Regions from separate parts of the Mus musculus genome. Here region 2 is linked to region 1. Evidence: chromatin contacts called from public HiChIP or PLAC-seq data. All regions are on one chromosome and are shown on one strand. The core of a region is the stretch at or near the end of the contact, and the rest is flanking DNA. Distances in the headings are between cores, read along the strand shown. Region 1 overlaps Cwh43 (cell wall biogenesis 43 C-terminal homolog). Region 2 holds the start of Spata18 (spermatogenesis associated 18).

What was found. HiChIP or PLAC-seq counts read pairs in DNA pulled down with a chosen protein or histone mark.
Region 2: an H3K4me3 HiChIP or PLAC-seq map of embryonic forebrain shows a contact between it and region 1, with 4 times the contacts expected there. The contact joins the promoter of Spata18 here to the enhancer-like site in region 1. A contact is called at or near these places in 16 of 39 promoter capture datasets (the 3T3-L1 cell line, 3T3-L1-derived adipocytes, the HPC-7 cell line and 9 more), 1 of 15 datasets of contacts at CTCF or cohesin (the NIH/3T3 cell line), 24 of 484 Hi-C or Micro-C datasets (the BV-2 cell line, the CH12 cell line, the MC38 cell line and 20 more), 28 of 115 datasets of contacts at active chromatin or transcription factors (the 230-238 cell line, the NIH/3T3 cell line, astrocytes and 17 more) and 5 of 9 other capture datasets (adipose tissue, embryonic stem cells, liver and 2 more).

Annotation. Positions count from the first base shown.
Region 1 is chr5:73,435,417-73,440,567 of GRCm38.p6, reverse strand. It overlaps Cwh43 (cell wall biogenesis 43 C-terminal homolog), which reads right to left. Exons shown (of 16, transcript NM_181323.2): 14 at 2,072-2,133. Among named protein-coding and RNA genes, the nearest start is that of Cwh43, 32 kb to the right of the region's middle. Within about 2 kb of position 2,342, at least 1 of the 459 cell types and tissues checked has an H3K27ac peak or open chromatin away from gene starts, as enhancers often do.
Region 2 is chr5:73,649,507-73,654,758 of GRCm38.p6, reverse strand. Spata18 (spermatogenesis associated 18) reads right to left here and starts at 3,379. Exons shown (of 13, transcript NM_178387.3): 1 at 3,087-3,379. The coding sequence starts at 3,173. Gm34902 (a long non-coding RNA gene) reads left to right here and starts at 2,905. Exons shown (of 2, transcript XR_377025.3): 1 at 2,905-2,986; 2 at 3,291-3,779.

The DNA.
Region 1 (5,151 bases), core at 1,093-3,592:
TGCTCCCAGAGACCATTTGCTCTAGTTGGAGGACAAATTAAACAAGTGTGTATGCAAAAAATCTATCGGGCGTTGGTAGATATGTCCCGTGGGAAAGGACAGGAAGTAAAGAGTCCAACCTACTGGAAGGGCTAAAAAAAGGCACTGGCTCAGAAATAGACATGTGTATGGGGTTTGGGGAATCAACCAGGACTGAAGAAAGAAAGGCAATGGACTTGGGATAGAGGGGAAGCAGATGACCAAACTCTTTCTCAAACACACCTGTGAGGACACGGACTCCTATCCAAAAGGGAGTGGGAATCCATCAGATGGGTGAGGCAGAGGTCTGTCGTGGATGCTGCGTACACACCATGGAAAGGTGGGAGTGTAAAAGTAAAAGAAAGGGGGAAAGTAAAAGAAAGGGGGGCTTCAGCCAAAGTGGGGGGCTTCAAGAGAGAAACAGAAACAAAGATTGAGGGTGGGTGGAGGTAGCCCACCTTCCCACGACAAAGAGAGGGACACGAGAGCTGAGCCCCTGTCAGATAGTTAATCTGAGCTGTCACAGTTAAGGCTTTGGGTTAAGCTCATGCGCTACAGCTCTGGGTCATTCCAAAGCACTGTTCCCAGAGACCTTTTCGGCAAATCTGGGCTGTTTATTTCCTGAATCTCTAAGACTGAAATTTTAACCTGTTTCTAGACCTTTGAGAATATACCTGTCTTTTATTTAAACCACCTACTCATTCTGTATTATTTTGCCGGGGCAACCAGGGCAGAGCAATGGATAAGCCGTAACGCATGCACACAGGCATGCAAGCGTGCCTGCAGGCACACATACCCACAGAGAAGTACCAGCTATCATAAATAATGCTGAGTCTTGATGGCTAGTCATTTTGTGCAACTTGGCACTGCTATACCTATTTCAATCTACCACCAAAGCTTGTTCTCTAGAATTCTGATATCCTGTGACTAACAAATACTTGAATGCAGAATGAAATAGAAACAGTGTTCTCGATCATAGATATGAAATGATTTATGAAGTAGCATGCTCTTCCACCATCGCTCTTTGGAAACAATGAGCCACTAGTTAGGCTAGCTCTCCGGCAGCTATCTGAGAGCCAAGGCTGGCCTCCTAGGGTCTTTGAACTGGTGCTGTAACCAGAATGACCTTTATAAGTGATCTCCTGGACTTCCTTCAGTAAGTACATGAGCGAACCAGGTGAGCCATCCAAGGGCCAATGAGGTCTCCATATGCTTATATTCTAAGAGAAGAGTGTGTAAGACTCTTACATAAATAGTGTGGCACATTTGTAGTAATATAAGCTGTATTTTAAGTTAAATTTTAATAGTTAAAATTTAGAGGTGACAAAATGTCAAATATAAATATATTATTTATAGGCTATTTAAAAAGAAGGAAGGAGAGATTTCTTCTTTCACCCGCAAATCTCCATATTTATAGTTTTTTTTCCAGTACATTATAGAAAAATAAAATCCTTTCTCCTTCAGTGATGAAAAATGAGTCTGGTTTCAAGCCTTCAACATCAAAAGACTCTTGATTGTTCCTGAATGTGTTTCTGTCCATGATCTGATTTAGTAAACACAGACCAAGCACCTACAAAACACCAGGCTTCAAGTGAAATACACACTATTTATTTAAGAGTCTTATATTCAAAGAGCCATATCCTTAAGAAGAGTCCATAGAACCTTACAAGATCCACTCCCCTCCCCAGTGTTCACCTGCTACCCCATCCGCCTTCCAACCCCTGCACACACTGCCACTTCCCTAGCATCACCCAGAACGCTCTTGTGTTAGAGCCTCTTCCCTGTATCCGGAAGGGCCATCTCCCAATGGTACCTTTCTTACTGTGCCTTAGTTATACACCTTTGTGTTTAATAGCTTATAAGGCCCTTATGATACCTCTAACTTTGCTTAGCTACTTCTATCTTCTTACACTATTAAATGCCAAAACTGTTAAATCTTGTAACCAACAAAATTAACTTTTATAAAGAACAGCAAAAATGAATTGCCTCCGTGATGCTTTGCCGTCTAGAATTCACAGACTTTTTTTTTTTAATTTTTAACGCCAGTGCTCACCTGATCAGACCCCGGTACATGATGTACTCACACCATCTGTCTCCATCTGAGCTGTCAATATCCTATGCAAGAGCAGAAAGGAGAATGCTTAAAAGACAGAAAACAATGCTCTAATTTGAATTGTTCAAAAAAAGACAAAAAAGAGAAGAAAAGAAAGAAAAAAAGGTGAAGTAGAGTGGAGATTATCTCCTCACCGCCCTCCTATGGATCCTCCATGCCTGAGTAACTCATTCACGCTAGAGATGCTATCTGAGTGGTTCCTACGCCCCTCTCCATCTCAGCACTGGATGCTGGGAACACAGAATGATGGTAAGTCTGCAGCTGCACTGTGGTCTTGCCTCCTGCAGCTCTCCAAACCTGTCAGCTCTGAGAGCCTTGACACCAGTCCCCAGTCCCCCTACCCAGACTCTGTACCCCAGCTGCACCCCAGGGCTTCAGTGGCTTGTTTAAAAAAGCACAGAGAAAGGATGAGAAATGGCCTGGCTTCTTCCTTTGCTCTCCCTTGCCTCTCTGTGCAAAGGGAATCCCAGCAATAGATCTTCTGCTGCCTGGTACTTTCACTTGAAGCCTGGTGTTTTGTAGGTGCTTGCTCTGTGTTTACTAAATCAGATCATGGACAGAAACACATTCAGGAGCAATCAAGAGTCTTTTGATGTTGAAGGCTTGAAACCAGACTCATTTTTCATCACTGAAGGAGAAAGGATTTTATTTTTCTATAATGTACTGGAAAAAAAACTATAAATATGGAGATTTGCAGGTGAAAGAAGAAATCTCTCCTTCCTTCTTTTTAAATAGCCTATAAATAATATATTTATATTTGACATTTTGTCACCTCTAAATTTTAACTATTAAAATTTAACTTAAAATACGGTTTATATTACTACAAATGTGCCACACTATTTATGATTTTTATTTGCCTCATGGTGTGTACCTAGATGTTAATCTTAGTTATTATTTATGTTGTTTACTCCATTTGTATACAAAAAGAAGTGTAAATAAATCATATAAATTAAGTTTAAATGTTTAATAACTATAAAAGCAAATAAATAAAAGAAGTGTTCGGCTTGCCTTGGGAAAGAGATAATAATTTAGTCATTCAGCTATAGATACTACGGCTAATCAGCTATACATCTGTTTAACTGTTGTTTTACTCCATTAGAATTTTATACGATGTTGTAAAAATTTAAGACTAGAGAATTTAATTACTCATTTCTTAAGGAGAAAAATCTGTTCATCCAAGCATATAAGATTAAAATTCCTCTGTATGTCAATGAACTTCCTGGTAGAAAAGCAATGTTAGAGACCATTACCAATCAAAACAGCTTTTAACCATTACACAGGAAACCAACAGAGGGCCAAACGAAAAGCCAGGTTGGAGACTGAGGCTGCTCCTCACACAGAGAACTGACAAGCCCGTGATCCCAAGCCCTAGACTTCTCTTTCACTCTCCTGGCTCTTTCCTGAGAATGGGTGCATTCTCTTCCCCCCCTCCCCCACCTCTCCATCCCATAATAGCTATCAGTTGAATGTGATTTGAACACATCCCCAGGGCTTCACAGGTTGGAAGCTTGGCGTGGAAATTCTGTAGGTCAGGGCCTTGTCAAAACTGGCTAAGTCAAGGGAGCGGCTCCTTCAGAGGGGATTCGTGCTGGTCTCACAGAGCCAGTTACATCGAGCTAGCCTGAACCAGCTGTCAGAAAATGAAGCTGTCCTCTGCACTTGCCTCTCTCTTCCTGGGGCCATTTTCAGTACCTTTCATCTGATGCAATGGGATGACCTGACTAGATTAGGGCTGCCTAATCTTATAATGCCAGCCTCTAAAACAATAAGGCAGGCAAATGTCTTTTTCATAGACTACCCAGAACCAGGTACCCTGTGATAACACAACCCAGAGCAACAGAGTGCAGTGTCCCCTGGCACTTCTTAAAGGACTCAAGGAAGGTTGCCCAGTGGCTTAAAGGACTGCCTGGATTCTTGATGCCCTGTCTCTAACCCTGATTAAGCTCCTGGATTCTAGATCTCTATATCCTCTTGCCCTCCGGATATCTCTCCACTAGGCCACACACATGCCTTAAACTCATCTGAGTTCCTCTTCTTTGCAATGCTGTTTTTCTTTCCTGTCTTCTCTGTCATAAACATCACCATCCCACCCAAACTGAGGAACACATTGGCTGTTCTTCGGCCTGGTCCATGAATACAGAGGCCAACTCATCTCCCCGACGTTTCCCTTTTCCCAAAGATCCAGCTCCTTCTGTGTATAGCCATCAGGATGGATTGTCCTACTTCTGCAGTCTTCTATACAGTGAAGCATGACTATACGGCTGAGCTCCAGCCAAAGAAATGAAAAGCACAAGAATCCTCCTTCCTGGAGTGTGCGTGCAGAGGTAATCTGCACTCACCCTGGGCCTCTTCTTTAGCTCTTTCTCTATCTTCCCCAATAGAACATGGATGCTGTTTTACATGATCGGACCGTAGAACTGGAGACCAGGAGAGTGGAGGCTATGTTGTGGGATGTGGGGAGAGGGGGACAGTAACAGAGGCCATGGTGGTGGAGGGCTGATTGAGTGGAGCCACATTAGAGAAATAACAGTTCCAGACAACACAGAGTGAGTGTCACATCAGGGCTGATTCTCCACCAAGGCTTCGATACAGAGAACCATGCGACTCTATCTTTCTTACCGCTGCCATCTGACTTTCTGTCCCCTGCCAGCCCCTCATTACACCACACTCTCTGTCAACTTCCCAATGCTATGTTCTAAGGACAGAGCTCTAGCTTCTGAACCTAATCAAAGACGGCAACTGTGTTCTCACTATAAGTTAATATGCGTCGTATTCTGGTGCATGGGATCAGTCTCTTGGTTTGTGTATTATTTCCCCAGAGCTTGATTACAACAAGGTACCCTGAAGAATTGAAGTGTTTTAGACCTGGACAGGGAAATGCTACTCCCAGGTCAATTGTAAGACCCTGTGTGACCTCGATCTTTGGAAAGGCCCTGTGTGACTGGACGCCTCTCTTTCTGATACTCCATTTCAGCTTTTACTCACAGCCTTATAACTAACTTTCACAGTGTGGCAGATTC
Region 2 (5,252 bases), core at 2,130-4,629, 210 kb before region 1:
TAGCACTATGGTCATATGACATTTCTCTTACTAGCACCCCTATACAATATGTTCTCTACAAGTTTAGTGCTTAGATTGCCTCCTTAAGACCGTGTTAGTCTACTGACTAGGGAGTGGATAAAATGGGCAAGGAATCTGTTGGAATACACCATAGCAACATTGACAGACATCAACCACAAATTCTATACCAAACATAAGGCACACCTCAGTAAAATCTCCTTTTGTGTGGTGATATTTAATACCATGTTTTTAACACTTATCTTTAATGTAAGAGAAGAGCAATACAGAGAGAACTCCTCTTATATTACCAGCTTTCCCATCAGCCTCACTCATAAATTAAATATCCCAATCTTTCTTGGGGCTAGGGCCCCATTGAGAGAATGTGTGCCTGCCATGCAAAAAGCCCTGCCTCTATCACTAGCAGCTCATAAACTGTGCATAATGGCTCACATATGTAATCCCAGGGCATGAATGGGGGAAAACAGGCAAATTAGAAATTCAAGTTCATTTCTAGCTACATAATTAACTTCGAGGCCAGCCTGGGCTACATGTCCTTTTGTTAAAACAAACAAACAAAAAAATTTTTTTCTGAATTATAATGTCCTTGTATGTATTATTTTACTTTTAAAAATATCATTTATAGCAAGATATGGTGGTGTATGCCTGTAAACTCAGCACACTCAAGAGGCTGAGGCAGAGTGATTGCAAGTTAGAGGCTAACCCAGGATATAACAAGATCCTGTCTCACAAAACAAAACAAAACAAAACAAAACAACTTGTCATCTATCCTATCTTGAGGATCTGCTATCAAGGATAGCATATTTACCATTTGCTACTATAATTATAGAACACACTTCTTCAGAGTCAAGTCTTGGCAGAAATAATTCAGGTTAACTCCTTAGTCCACAGGACTTTGAGGGAAAATGGAAGTATCTCAGAAGGAGGAGGGATTCAGGCCAGGGCTGACCTACTGAAGGTACTCTAATGTAAGGTGAATTTCACATGACATCTTCAAGCAGTAATTGTCATTAGAATTCAGGTCTGCACATAAGGTGATTCATGCCTTTTGCAGAAGTGGCCAATAAAATATACAGATGTACCATAAATTTCAGGTGGTTAAACTACATGCTCTCACATGAACCTTAAGGGTCATTCTTGATGTCTTTCATCTTGTCTGCTTAATATGTCAGGCTGATTCATTCGTACATTCTGTTGCCTCAAGTATCACCTAGCTCCAAACCCTTTTTCTAGAGATTCCCATTTCCCCATCATAAGACAACTAGAACGGCCTGTATACACCTAATCCTAAGTGGTTTTCTTTCTGCATTATGCTCTCAGAGTCCCTTTCTGGCCCTCAAACAAAGGCTGAACTCCCAAACACACCCCTCAAAGCTCTCTGGTATCTGCCCCCAACCCCCCACCTTCTCAGCTTCATCAGGTGTCGATCCTCCCAGCCCCCACCAATCCTAAATCTTGCACATGAGGCTTCCTCTACCCTTCCTTTTCTTCTGCAGATTGAGGCTCATCATTAAGATTCAGCTCCATTAGGGATGGACAGATGGCTTCACTGGCTGCTCTAGTGAAGACCCTGGTTCGGTTCTCAGCACTTACAGGACAGCTCACAGCCATCTCTAACTCTAGTTTCAAGGGACCTGGTGTCCTCTTCTGATCTCTGCAAGCACTGCACAGGTGATAGATACACAGGCAAAACACCCATGCACATAAAATAAATGTTTTTAATTAAAAATATAGCTTCCAGTGCTAATAATCCCCACATCTAGTACAGAAGGCACACCATATGCTCTGAAAAGAAAAGAAGCCTGTCTCAGAGCACAGTGGTGAGTGCAGCAGTGGGGCTCCTCAAATCAAGGCTGAGATGAAGAGGGCCAGAGAAGGAACTTCATGCAGCAAAGCTAACTCAGGTATTAGCCCGAATCATCCTTAGTTGGGAAAACTTGAAAGTGTGCATTGTGTTTAGAGTTAATCTGAGCCATTTACACACTTTCTTTTAAAGTTTCCTACTGGGGAATGGCTTTAACTGTGTTCATGATTCTAAAGGATTATACGTGACTTTTTTTTTTTTTAAAGTTAATTCTAGCTAAGCCAATAGGAGTATACACTGCAAAATTAACCTTCCAAACCAACACAGTTTACAGCTTTTTAATAAATATAGTCTTCTACAACTAACATTATTAACAACTAGAGTTTGCTGTAGGGAATACAGATCTTAAGGTTTAAGTCAAGATTCCCTAGTACTAATAAAAACCTCTTTGGGGGATTACAGGACTGTGCTTAGCAACGGATCCAAATCGAAACTACACTTAACAAGATATGGGATACGTTCAGATGTAAATTCAGAAACAAGATGATCTACATTATTTAAAAATGAGATCTAGAAAGTAAGTTTACATATTGTTTAATCCAATCCCAACAATGGAACAGATAAGATGCTGAGACCCAGTGTGGCTAGGAAACGTTATTTGGCTAGTTGTAGCCACATAGAGATGGAGAACCTAACCGTCACTTTCCTGACTGCTCCCCGCCTGGGTAAAACTCAGAGCCTCCTCTTGAAGACACTTCCATCGAAGAGAGCCAAGTTCAACATGCAGCTGTTGAAACACCGCTGAAGTGGCATTCATGAAGTTTGGAGTGTGCTTCTGAGTGTGACAGTGTGCTGGTGACACAGTAATTTCTTACAAAAGCCTTGCCAGCACCTCCTGGAAGTTGCCCTGCTACCCTAATAGCCATGCTGACCAGCGGGCAAACAAAAAGTGCAACCTTTACAAGTGCCCCTTTTCCTTAATAGCACCCAGGTGTAGGGAAAGTTCACTCCGGGAATCCCTAAAAAGGGAAGGAGGGGGGAAGGTCCTGAGAATGGGAGTGGCTGGCAGCTCTAAGCTACCCTTCTGTTGCTAGGGCCGCGGGTGTCCAAGGTTACCGAATACTGGTTAGCGCTACGGCTGGAGTCACCCCACCACCGATAAAGGTGGGGCTTTCTTCTTTGACCTGGGTAGGAGTCTGAGATCCCCGTTAGGGTCCCAAGAGCGGTGGGGTTGTGAGCCCTAGGATCTCCCACCCTGACTCACGTTGTAGTCGTTCACCCAGTAGGTGACTTTATCCTGCAGTGCTTGTAAAGATTCGCTTTTGGCCAGCTTCTTCAGGCTTTCTGCCATCGCGCGCTTTTTCGCGCTTCCGACTCCGGGAGATCTAGTAGTAGAGGGGACGAGGGAGTGGGTGGCTTAGGCTGAACGACGGGGTGATGTAGCTTAAGGATGTTATCTTCCACACAGGCTCAGAACGCGGCTGGAGTGTCCATCCTCCCCCTCGGGTCGGACCGGGCAGGTCCCCCCTGCCCGGCGCGCTGTTCTGGCTCCCCCGCAGCCGCCTGCCGACCAGGCCATAAATACCCCGGCGATTATTAAACAAACCTTGACGTGGCGGCCGGCTGCCAGGGACCCGGGGCTAGCGTCGGAGCAACGCCCCGCCCCCCACTCCTCGCTCCCAGCCTGGGGACCTTGGGGACCCACCCCTACCGCGACCTCCTCCCACCCAGCGCCGTGGCGTAACGGGCCCGAGGCGAAGGCACAGAAGCGTCGAAACTCCGACTTGTGCTACCCTCTGGAGGACACCCAGACCCTGGGGTGGGGGGCTGCTGTGGGACCCTGCGCTGGGAACCGCAGGGCACCTAACCCGGGGCTGCACCCCGTACTGGGTGGCAGTGCGTACGTAGGAAAGCAAGTTAACTTCATGAAAATTTTGAGTAGACTTTTTGGCAACCACTTCCTTGGCCCTTTCTTTATTCCTCCACCCATAGTGCCTTTAATTCTCCATTTGTGAAATTGGGACTCCAATGTCCGTTTTTTACTACTTTCATTTTGGGCTTTGTGCCCTCCTCCTCCTCCGTGGGTCTGTCCGTTGGTTTGTACTGTACAGAAAGACACACACTACCGGGCGGGATCCTCGCCCTGACTTCCAGGTCTTCCTCAGCACGATCAGGTGCAAGCCTGTGTTGTGTGGGAAGTGGGGGTGGGCGGGTGCCATGACACTCGTGTCTTACTGTTCGCTGTGTCAGGGACCTGTATTGCTGTTCAGAGGAAATCTAGCCTCTGTTCCATTTGCACGAAATTGCTTTTTAAAACGGAGTTGCTAGGATTTACCAGTCCGAGAAGTGGTTGTCATGCAAGCTCGAGGTCCTGAGTGGATCCACAGGAGACATGGGGAGGTTTTGGGGGTTGTTTTGTTTGGGTTTCTTGTTTGTTTGTTTGTTTTAAATCCGGGCACTGACACAGGAGATTCCCTGGGACTGATGGCCAATTGGTCTAGATGATTCCTGAGCTCTCTGTTCAGGCAGAGATCCTGTATCAAGAAAATAAGGTGAAGAGATTAAAACAATATCTGGCCTCCACACAAGTACAGAGAAAGGGGGAAGGGGAGGGGAGCGGAAGAAAGAGGAGGGGAGGGGAAGGAGAGGAAGAAAGAGGAGAGGGGAGGGGAGAGGGAGGAGAGGGGAAGTGAAGGAAGGAAAGGGGAGGGAGGGGAAGGAGAGGAGAGGGAGGGAGGAGAGAAAGGAGAGAGGAGAGGAGGAAAGGAGAGGGGAGAGGGGAGGGGGGAAGGAGGAAGGGAAGGGAGAAAATTATGGTAAAAGCAGAATAATGCAAGATAAAATCCTGAATATCAAATGGGTGTCATAGTGAACTGGTATAATTCCCGTTAAAATAAGACTGCTGTGAGAATTAGAGACATTGCAAGCACACAGCACCCTCCAAATGCATCAGAAGGGAAAAAACTTCAAAACATCATTAGACATGACGAACACTACCCTTGTGGTTAATTCTGTGAATTGGTTCTCATTTTAAAAAATCATTTATTTATTTATTTATTTATTTATTTATTTATGCTCCGTATTTTATACCCCTCCCGGTCCACCCTTTGACTGTTCCACACCCCACACTTCCTCCCCAGCCCCACCCCTGTCTCCACGAAGATGTCCCTACCCTCTCCCTCCCCAACCCCACCAGACCTCTAAACTCCCTGGTGCCTCCAGTCTCTCGAAGGTTAGGTGCATCTTCTCTGACTAAACCGGGACCCAGCAGTCCTCTGCTGTATATGTGTTGGGGGCCTCATATCAGCTAGCATATGCTGTTTGGTGGTCCAGTGTCTGAGAGATCTTGGGGGTCCAGGTTAGTTGAGACTGCTGGTCCTCCTACAGGGTCACCCTCCTCCTCAGCTTCTTCCAGCTTTTCCTTAATTCA